3 separate regions of the Sus scrofa genome follow, and regions 2 and 3 are each linked to region 1. The links are chromatin contacts, called in public Hi-C and HiChIP or PLAC-seq maps. All regions are on one chromosome and are shown on one strand. Each heading gives the region's core, a stretch centred on a gene start, on an enhancer-like site or on the middle of the called end of the contact. The rest is flanking DNA. Distances are from core to core; before and after follow the strand shown. Region 1 holds the start of IRAK2 (interleukin-1 receptor-associated kinase-like 2). Region 2 overlaps IRAK2 (interleukin-1 receptor-associated kinase-like 2). Region 3 holds the start of BRK1 (protein BRICK1).

Region 1 (3,370 bases), core at 621-3,120:
TTGTAGCAACACCCCTGGTCTCCACCCACTACCTCCCTCAAGATGTGACAACCAAAAATGTTTCCAGGAGTTCCCATTGAAGTGCAGCAGAAACAAAGCTGACTAGCCATGAGGTTGCGGGTTCGATTCCTGGCCTCATTCAGTGGGTTAAGGATCCAGCGTTGCCGTGAGGTGTGGTATAACTCACAGACATAGCTTGGATCTGGCGTTGCTGTGGCTGTGGCGTAGGCTGGCAGCTGTGGCTCGGATTAGACCCCCAGGCTGGGAAGCACCATATGCCACAGGTATGGCCCTAAAAAAGGAAAAAAAAAAGTCTCCAGATAGCCACATATATCCCCTAAGAGGGCAAAATCACCACTGGTTGAGAACAATTAGGTTAAAATGTATATACTATTTTCTTCAAACTGGATGGATAACATATACATATTCATTTTATTATTACTCTTTCCAGTGTATATTATATACTCTTTGTACAAATGGCATATATCATCTCAATTTTAAAAATATAAATTAACTATACTTTAGCAAAATGTGAAAAAATGAAAAAATAAATTTAAAAAAGGAAAAAATAAAGAACATATAGATACTACTTAAAAAATAAAGTGGGAGTTCCCGTCGTGGCGCAGTGGTTAACGAATCCGACTAGGAACCATGAGGTTGCGGGTTCGGTCCCTGCCCTTGCTCAGTGGGTTAACGATCCGGCGTTGCCGTGAGCTGTGGTGAAGGTTGCAGACGTGGCTCGGATCCCGCGTTGCTGTGGCTCTGGCGTAGGCCGGTGGCTACAGCTCCGATTGGACCCCTAGCCTGGGAACCTCCATATGCCGCGGGAGCGGCCCAAGAAATAGCAACAACAACAACAACAAAAGACAAAAAAAAAAAACAAAAAATAAAAAATAAAGTGGCACCAGTCACACCGACTTAAAACATAAAACTAAGAATTATAATTAACACTTCCTTATTACTTACAAGAATCTGACAAAAGGGGTCAAGTGCTTTTTATACAGTTTTTTCTAACCACCACCTCCAGTTTGCAGATTAAGAAGCTGAGGCCCAGAGAGGTTAAGCAACTTGCCCAAAGTCACCAGCTCGGATGAGATGGAGACTGGGATACAGACCTCTGGGCGCATGAGGGCTACACTGCTGCGCAGCCTCCCCCGGATGCCAAAACCTCAGCCTATCACCAGGCGCAAACAAATTACACCAAGGACAAGCAATATCCTGGCAGGGCCAGATACGGGGTTCAAATCCCACTCTACCACTTAGCAATGTCTTACCCCACCCATCCGCTTCCGCGAATGACTCTACCTCTAAATCCCAGGCCGCTGTGGGAATTAAATGAGATAAGCCGTGTCAGGTGCTTACATGGGGCCGAGCACACAAAAAGAACCAGTCATTTCTGACAGGAATCAGTTTAAGCTTTACTGTAACCAGGCAAGTCGAGCCTGACATTACTCAGCAACAGAGTAATAGCAGAACTCGTCCACGATCACCTAACACCTTCCCGAGGACCACATTGGGCTCCAGAGAGGGGGCAGTGCCTGTCCGGGGAACAGCGAGGCTCGGGTCCAGGACGGCAGCGCCGAAAGCCCCTCGGATCAGGATTCACATAAACAGAGGTGGGGAGAGGGCTGAGCGGGGTCGCAGGGGGACAACTCACCGAACTGCATCCAGTCCCACTCGCTCAGCGTGTCCATGTTGCGGCACAGGTCGTCCAGCACCCAGGAGGGCAGCTGGTAGATGTAGCAGGACATGGCCGGGCTTCGCGGGCCGGCGGGAAGGCTCGCAGACAAATGAGTCGAACTCGGCTGGACTCAGCTTCTCTAGCTGCAGGCGGGGAGATGCACCCCCGTCGGCCGCCCGGGAAGTGGGCGGGGCTTCCCTGTGTGCGATCGCCCCCAGCGGCCACCGAGGGCATGACGCCTCCCGGCGGGCTGAGCGGCTGTGAAACTAGGAGGATCCCAGCCGGGAGGGGAAACCAACCCATATTTGGGAGGCAACACGTTTAAGGCCACCTGGGAATCCAGTGACAGTCCCGAGAGAACTTCTGACTCCACTTCTAGGGTTTTTGGCGCTCCACCATATATGATTCATTCAACGGATAGTCTATTAATTACCTGCTATATGTCAGGCACTGTCTAGGTGTTGAACATGCATAAGGGGAGAAAACTTTATAAAGTCCTTGTACTTATGGGACTTACAATCTAGATGGACCGGAGTGGGGCCAGAACTAGCAATAAATAAAGATACTGAATAAGTAAGTTACTTAGAATGCTAAGAGGTAGTAAGTGATATTGCAAAAGAGAAAAAAAGTTCTTTAAGAGGAATCAGGAGTTAGAGCAAACAGGGAAAAGACTCTATACTAAATAGGATGGTGAGGATAGACTGTGATTATAATGGCTAATATTTACTGATTCCCTCCTCCATACTATGCACTGTTCTAGGTGCTGGGGATCCTTCTGAAGAAAACAGGGCAAAATTCCTGCCTTGGATGGAGATAACACAACAAGCAATAAAATGCTAAATAAGTAAATAATTTAGCTCTTTAGAAGGTAATAGGTAATGTTTGGGAATAAAAGTAGAGTACTGTAAAAGAGGGCAGGAGAGTGGCTAATTCCATTATTCACTGTCTTAGAAGGTGATAAATACTATTGGGGCAAAGCAGAGTATGGTGAGAGGAACTGGGGAGCAAACTGAATTATTATTAAGTAGGGTAGAAGAATGTAACTGCTAATTTTATTAAGCATTTATGATGGGCAAACTTCACCAGGCTTATTTTACTTAAAATGATCTTATGTGTCTCCCTCAACGTACACATGAGGAAACTGAGACACAGAACAGTCAAATAACTTGCCTAAAATCAGCGGTACAAAGTGGCAGAGCTGGAATCCAGTCTGACCATTAGCTACAAACTGCCTCTTTATTGTAATAACTACCATTTATCTACACCTGCAATGTGCTTTGTGGAAATCATTTTATGTGATTCTCATAATCCTGTGTTACAAATATTATTAATCCCTTTTTTACACAAAAGTAAATGGGTTCTGGAGTTCCCTGGTGGCCTGTTGGGTTAAGGATCTGGCATTGTCACTACTGTGGCACAAGTCACTACTGTGGCACAAGTATGATCCCTAGCTCGGGAACTTCCCCATGCCACAGGCCTGGGGAAAAAAAAAAAAAGTAAGTGGATTCCAAGGAGTTAAGCAGCATCATTGAGGGCAGACTGAGCACCTCTTTGGAGCCCTAAACATCGGCTGTTGAAAGAAGAAGGAAACAAAAATGAAATTTATTTTTTAATTTTTTATTTTTTGGCTGCCTCTTGGCACATGGAGTTCCCAGGGCAGGGGTCAGATCCAAGCCTATAGGTTACGAC
Region 2 (3,370 bases), core at 555-3,054, 48 kb before region 1:
CATGGTATTCCATGGTCTATATGATTATATAGTCTTTTTGGGGGTGGGGGGGACCCACTGCACATGGAAGTTCCCCGGCCAAGGACTATTACTACCTGCACCACAGCTGCAGCAACACCTTAACCTGCTGTGCCACATGGGAACTTCCAGAAGTTATTGTTTTTATTAAAGGGCTGAAATTAACTTTTACCAGTGTAAAGACAAACCCTATTTGATTGCCTGACATATAGAGAGAAAAAACAGATTTTCCCCAAACATTCTAAACTCCATTATCAAGAAAAAGTATTTACTGGTTGGCTCGCAAAGTGGGGAGGTTATCGCGACTTTGCACAGGGGCAAATCAAACCCTGGACCAGGCCTCATTGGCATCTGTAAAATGGGTACAGTAGAGGTCCCTGCCTGCCCACCCCTCCACCCTTCACAGCTTCGAACCACAAGCACTGGGTTGTCTTACCAAGTAAACCGGGCTTCGGGCGGTATCCACAGCAGGGATGCCAGTGAGCACCTCAGCTAACACCTGCAGAGAACACAGAGTCAGCATGGGGCAGACACCCATGCACAAGTTTAGATAGGAGATTCTGGCCCAGAGAGAGGCTTCCTCTTGGGAACAAAGCCTGAGCTCTAGGCCTGGCTCTCCCATTTGCCAGCATAGACATTTACCCAAAATCTGGAACATGGGAACATCACTAAATCCCTCTTCCAACTAAACATGCCACTCAGCTGACAGGAGAAGGTTTGAATTAATTGATAGCAAGGCACGGAGGATGAAAACCAAATGTGTGTGTATCAGATAGACAGATAAATACATCTCTCTCTCTCTCTTTATACACACACACACACACACACACACACACACATACACTATACATCTATCTATCTATCTAACTATATATACATACACCCACACTATAAAGATTTCATTTATTTATTTATTTATTTATTTATTTATTTATTGTCTTTTTGCCTTTTCTAGGGCTGCTTCCTGTGGCATATGGAGGTTCCCAGGCTGGGGGTCCAGTCGGAGCTGTAGCCATCAGCCTACACCAGAGCAACGCGGGATCCGAGCCGCATCTGCGACCTACACCACAGCTCATGGCAATGCCAGATCCTTAACCCACTGAGCGAGGCCAGGGATCGAACCCGCAACCTCATGGTTCCTAGTCAGATTCATTAACCGCTGCGCCACGACGGGAACCCCAAAGATGATTTCATTTAATACCCATCAGAAATGGTAGGCAGGCACTGCTATGTCAATCTCAGGAAAAGGAGGAACCACATGCAGATAAGCATTCTAGACAGAAAGTCTCAGCAACATCCACAGCATGTTTCACCCACAGGCTTTTGCTAACATCCTCCACTCGTTAATTCATCTGTTCCCAAAAAAAGCACAGCCCTGAGCCAGTGTGAGCCACCACAAAATCGACCAACTGTGATTTGTGTCTTAAACGGGAAACCTGCTTTGAACAGGAATTCTCAGCAGAGGTAACAGCATGCTGGCTAAGGAGTCTATAGTCAGGCCTGGGTTCAAATTCTCTGGGTCTTACATGCTTAGGTGATCTCTGGGCAACTAAAATCTGAGCCTGTAACCTTCTCTGGTAAATGGTGACCTAGCAGTTGTAAGTATGAGGGAGTGAGTACCCCATCTGTGGTGTCAAATCTCCCTCCCACAACTTCTCTCAAAGTCAGAAAATAGGTCACAGTACTGCTGAGAAATCCTCTGCCCTCAAAGGAAGGGCCTGCAGGGTAACTAACAGGCGGCAGTGGCCAGGAAAGGGCAGCAGAGGGCACCCTTGCAGTGGGCAGACGGGCCCTTGAAAAGGGACTCCTGACCAGCTCCTGCAAGGGAGGGGGAGCTAAGGGGAAAGAAACAAACATTTCCTCTGCCCCTTCCACATGGTAGGCCTTTGACAGACGTCATTTAGTGCTCATCAAAAAACCACAGAGAAGCACAGCGCTCTCCACAGAGGAACCAAAGTTCAAAATCACACCATCCATCAGTGGCAGAGCTGAGAAAAAGACTGAAGGGAGCCAGGAGGCACTCACTGAGTGAGTGAAAGAAGGAAAGAAGGAAGGAAGGAGGAACTCAAATGAGCTGATTTAAAAGGTCAAGATTGGGGAGTTCCCGTTGTAGCACAGTGGAAATGAATCCAACTAGTATCCATGAGGATGAGGGTTCAATCCATGGCCTTGCTCAGTAGGTCAGGGATCCAGGCTGCTGTGAGCTGTGGTGTAGGTCGCAAACATGGCTCGGATCCTGCGTTGCTATGGCTGTGTGCAGGCCAGTAGCTATAGCTCCGATTTGACCCCTATCCTGGGAACTTCCATATGCCACGGCCCTAAAAAAATGCAAAAAATAAAATAAATAAAAAATAAAAAGTCAAGAGTGAACAAAAATAAGGAGTGAGGGCATGAAGGTAGGAATAATTGCAATAACCACAATAATCATCATCTTGATCTATGCAAGGTACTCTGCTAACCAGTTTATATACATTACCTCCATATGTATCATTACCCCCATTTTACAGAGGATAAAACTGAGGCCCAGAATTATAGGTGATACCCTAGGTCACATAGCTGAAAGCAATTGCAACCCCGTGCACCTAAGTTCTTCTACACTATAGTGCCTGCATCCTTAGGGTCCAGTTCCCCTACTTCTCAAAGGAGCAGGAGCCTGGGCTGGCCTTACTGAACTCACCAAGCCCCTGGCAGTGGGGCTGGGGGAGGGTGGGGGCATTAGAGGGCAAGGAAATCAGAAGGCCCAATGGGCTAAAAGGCAGAGGGAAGCAGAATCTGGCATTGTTGGGCTGAGGGCAGAAGTGGCTCAGAGGAAGGGCATTAGTGGGAGAAGCAGAGGACAGGAGACCGTGGTCACAGAAAGGAAGTGGAGAGTTTGAGGCTGGAGAAGAGAAAAGGCAAAAGGTCCAAGACGCAGCTAGTGGCTCTTGGCAGAGGTCACTTTTCTCAGCCAGCATTTCCCAGGCTGGGATCTATGGGTCTCCGATGTTTAGAGATACGAAGAAAACAAGGTTCCATAGTCAAATGAATTTGGGAAACGCTACATATGTTTGCTGGGCTATGGTAAATTCAGTTACCAGGTTGAAGGCTCATTACCACATTAAAGGCTCTGATTTTGTGGTCACTTTCTTTTCTTCTGCTTAGCTTTGTTCAACCCAGCATTTCTCAAACCTATTTAAACATGTCAAAACCTCTTTTTTTTTTTTTTTTTGGCTGTATGTGCAGCATGTGCAAGTTCCCACGTTAGGGATTGAACTCACGCCAGGGCAGCGACCCAAGCCACTGCAGTGACAATCCGGATCCTCAACCTGCTGTGCCACAAGGGAACTCCCATTAAAATCTTTTAAACACATGT
Region 3 (3,370 bases), core at 517-3,016, 35 kb after region 1:
TGCTGCAGCTGTGGCTTGAATTCAATCCCTGGCCCAGAAATTTCCATATGCCATGGGTATGGCTATAAGAATTTTAAACATTTTTTAAAAAGGTTATAGTCCTACACATTTGTATGCAAGTATATATATTTATATATTTTATAAGCTTATTATAAATAAATAATGTGTATTTACATACAAATGTAAAAGACCATGTATATATTTGTCTTTTCAGGGCCAAACCCAAGGCATATGGAAGTTCCAAGGCTAGGGGTTGAATCGGAGCTGTAGCTGCTGGCCTACACCACAGCCAGAGGAATGCAGAATCCCAGCCACCTCTGCACCCTACACTACAGCTCCTGCAACACAGATCTTTAAATTACTGAGTGTGGCCAAGAATCAAACACAGGTCCTCATGGATACTAGTCAGGTTTGTTACTGCCGAGCAACAAGGGGAATTCCTATATGTAAATATATTAAATCAGAAACAATGTTCTGCTTTGCTCTGATGTCATTATTTCATCTTCAAAATAGAAATCACTTAATTGTAGGAAATGGTTCTTATTCTGTCTTCCCCACAGAGACTGAGAAAGAGCCTTGTACTCAGATCTAGTTTGTCTTGCTGATGCTTTTGGACAAATCTCTTGCTGTCACCTTTATACACTCCTTTGGACTTCTCTTAGCAAGAAAATAATTCCTTTTTAAGTCTTTTTAAATTTATCAGTTTCCCCTACTTAATCGCTTAATGTTGCTGAATTAGTGGGCCAGAAGCACAACTGGAAAAAGATCACTAGATGTCATCCCCACACCTTGTGATGACATAAAAAGTTTACCCAGTGCCCGGTTCTTTCAAAGTAACACTCGGAGAACAAGAGTCAGGAGTCTCTGCTGCAGGGTGTAGCACAAGGATAGGAAACAACGCGGAAGGAACTTTAAGACTGTCACGGACAGGTCATGCCAAGGAAAGATTTTGCTAGAAGCAGACAACACCCACTGTGGTCTAGATACTAGCGATGCAGAGATGTCCCTGGCCGGACGCGATGTGGGCCCTCCTCCGCTCTCATCTACCACTCTGCACAGCACACGCCGAGACAGGAAAGGACCGACAGGAGGGGCGACTAACAGGCTCGACGCTAAAGGGCTTCTGGACAGCGCTCTCTGAGCACCAAGTGACGACTGAAACGAAGCACAAAAGAAGGGAGACGCCTGAAGAGAAGGAAAGATTCAGGCGATGGATGGGGCTGTCTGACACGTCCGGGAAAGGAACGGACTTGTTACTGGATGCGGGGGGAAGGCAATGAAGCCGATGAGCTCAGCGTGGGGCAGGATAACCCCACAGGGAATGATCAGTGGAGGCCGGGGGTCAGAGCGAGAGGGGAAAAGTGCGGCCTGAAGGCGGAAGCAAACACCAGCAGGAGCCCACGGCTCCCAGAACCCGCGTCAAAGCTTCTCAGCGCCCTCCCTAGGCGGGCCCCCCTCCTCCCTGCCTCCCCCTGCTCGCCCGCTGACCAAACGAGTTGAGAAAGTCTGCGATTTTCTTGATGCTGCTGGTGATGACTTCAATGTACTCCCGGTTCGCCCAATCCTGGTGAATCTCCCGCTGCACGGGATCCTCTTGGCCTGCCATGGCTGCAGCTGAAGGAAGCGCGACTGCGCACGCGCCTCGACCCTCCAGGCCTCCAGTGCGCCGACGCAGCCAGCCCACGCCCATGCTCGGTTGGCCACAAATCCACAGGCTTCGTGATGCGCCTGCGCATTGTCAAGTCCCCGCCAGCGTCTTCGCTCTTCTCCCACACCCCGGAAAACGGTGGCCGCAAAACCGGCTTGGAGAATGGAGTGCGCACGCACTCAGAGCCCCCCCCGTCCCCCCTCAGTCACTGGCAGTTTTGGTCGTTAGGGGGCGCGTGAGCCCGCATCAACCCTAACTTCAGGCGCTCCAAACTGAGATCTCTGACCACAATAAGCTGGGCAATGCCAATTAAACCACAGAAAACACAAGTCATTTCAAAAATGCCTTTTAACAACACATGATGCCCACCTTGCATTTATCAAATGAACAAAAGGTTATTTTTTTAAACTATAATACTTAGAGATGAAGAGGCTGGCTGAAGGGAAATGGGAAAATTAGTAAATAGCTGGTCATACTGTAAGCTGGCAAGATCTATTCAGAAGGAAATTTAATAAAGTCATTGGTGGAGTTCCCGTTGTGGCTCAGCCGTAAGGAACATGACTAGTATCCATGACGTGGATTCCATCCCTGGCACTAGCTCAGTGGGTTAGATAGAGCTGCAGAGTCTTTGATCTGATGGCTGTGGTCCAGGCTGGCAGCTTACAGCTTTGATTCGACCCCTAGCCTGGGAAGTCCACATGCCTTGGGATGCGGCCCAAAAAAGACAAAAAAGAAGAGCTCATTGGAAAAGAGAAAACACTTTGAGCACAATGTTCTTAAAGGCATCATTCATTTAAAAAAACAAATCTCAACTGTTGGGGAATGGCTAAATATCAGTATAGTCACTTAGAGCAATATTATGAGGTCATTTAAATGTCAATTATGGCAACAGAACACACATGCTAAAGTGAAGAAGAAAACAAAATACAAAATTTTTTCTTTTCTTTTTTTTTGGTGGGGGAGCCCGCACCCCTGGCATATGGAGGTTTCCAGACTAGGGGGTCTAATCAGAGCTGTAGCTGCCAGCCTATGCCACAGCAATGCCAGATCAAAGCAGCGTCTGCAAACCTACACCACAGCTCACGGCAACAATGGATCCTTGACCCGGTGAGCAAGGCCAGGGATCTAACCCGAAACTTCATGGTTCCTAGTCGGATTCGTTTCTAATGTGCCACGATGGGAATTCCTTTTTCTTTTTCTTTTTTAACAATTTTAAAAAATATTTTGTCTTTATTTATTTAGTCTTTCTGCCATTTCTTGGGTCGCTCCCACGGCATATGGAGGTTCACGAGGCTAGCGGTCGAATCCGAGCTGTAGCTGCCAGCCTACGCCAGTGCCACAGCAACATGGGATCCGAGCGGCGTCTGCAACCTACACCACAGCTCACAGCAACACCGGATTGTTAACCCACTGAGCGAGGCCAAGAACCGAAGCCGCAACCTCATGGTTCCTAGTCGGATTCGTTAACCACTGCGCCACGATGGGAACTGTCTTTATTTTATATAATGATATTTTTTCCATTATAGCTGGTTTACAGAGTTCTGTCATTTTTTCTACTGTACAGCATGATGAACCATTGTCTAACAATTTTTAATCATATAATTTTGCTTTGCAGACTTTCATTAAAAAAAACTCAACTGCACAATAAAAACTTTTGTCTCTGATTCAAGAGAAAATAAAGGAGTTCCCATTGTGGCTCAGCAGTAACAAACCCGACTAGTA

What was found. Hi-C and Micro-C count contacts between places; a contact is called where the count stands out from the background. HiChIP or PLAC-seq counts read pairs in DNA pulled down with a chosen protein or histone mark.
Region 2: an H3K27ac HiChIP or PLAC-seq map of alveolar macrophages shows a contact between it and region 1. The contact joins the enhancer-like site here to the promoter of IRAK2 in region 1. A contact is called at or near these places in 1 of 5 promoter capture datasets (liver), 22 of 47 Hi-C or Micro-C datasets (adipose tissue, alveolar macrophages, blood and 12 more) and 2 of 2 datasets of contacts at active chromatin or transcription factors (alveolar macrophages and skeletal muscle).
Region 3: a contact with region 1 is called in a Hi-C map of liver, with 2.1 times the contacts expected there. The contact joins the promoter of BRK1 here to the promoter of IRAK2 in region 1. A contact is called at or near these places in 4 of 47 Hi-C or Micro-C datasets (embryonic fibroblasts, heart right ventricle, liver and 1 more) and 1 of 2 datasets of contacts at active chromatin or transcription factors (alveolar macrophages).

The regions. Positions count from the first base shown.
Region 1 is chr13:66,349,106-66,352,475 of Sscrofa11.1, reverse strand. It overlaps IRAK2 (interleukin-1 receptor-associated kinase-like 2), which reads right to left and starts at 1,870. Exons shown (of 13, transcript XM_021069319.1): 1 at 1,658-1,870. The coding sequence starts at 1,751.
Region 2 is chr13:66,397,290-66,400,659 of Sscrofa11.1, reverse strand. It overlaps IRAK2 (interleukin-1 receptor-associated kinase-like 2), which reads right to left. Exons shown (of 13, transcript XM_021069319.1): 10 at 455-517. Among named protein-coding and RNA genes, the nearest start is that of TATDN2, 22 kb to the left of the region's middle. Within about 2 kb of position 1,804, at least 16 of the 83 cell types and tissues checked have an H3K27ac peak or open chromatin away from gene starts, as enhancers often do. A contact at or near this core is called in adipose tissue, alveolar macrophages, brain and 3 more, where this site is marked.
Region 3 is chr13:66,313,834-66,317,203 of Sscrofa11.1, reverse strand. BRK1 (protein BRICK1) reads right to left here and starts at 1,766. Exons shown (of 3, transcript XM_003132361.5): 1 at 1,489-1,766. The coding sequence starts at 1,690.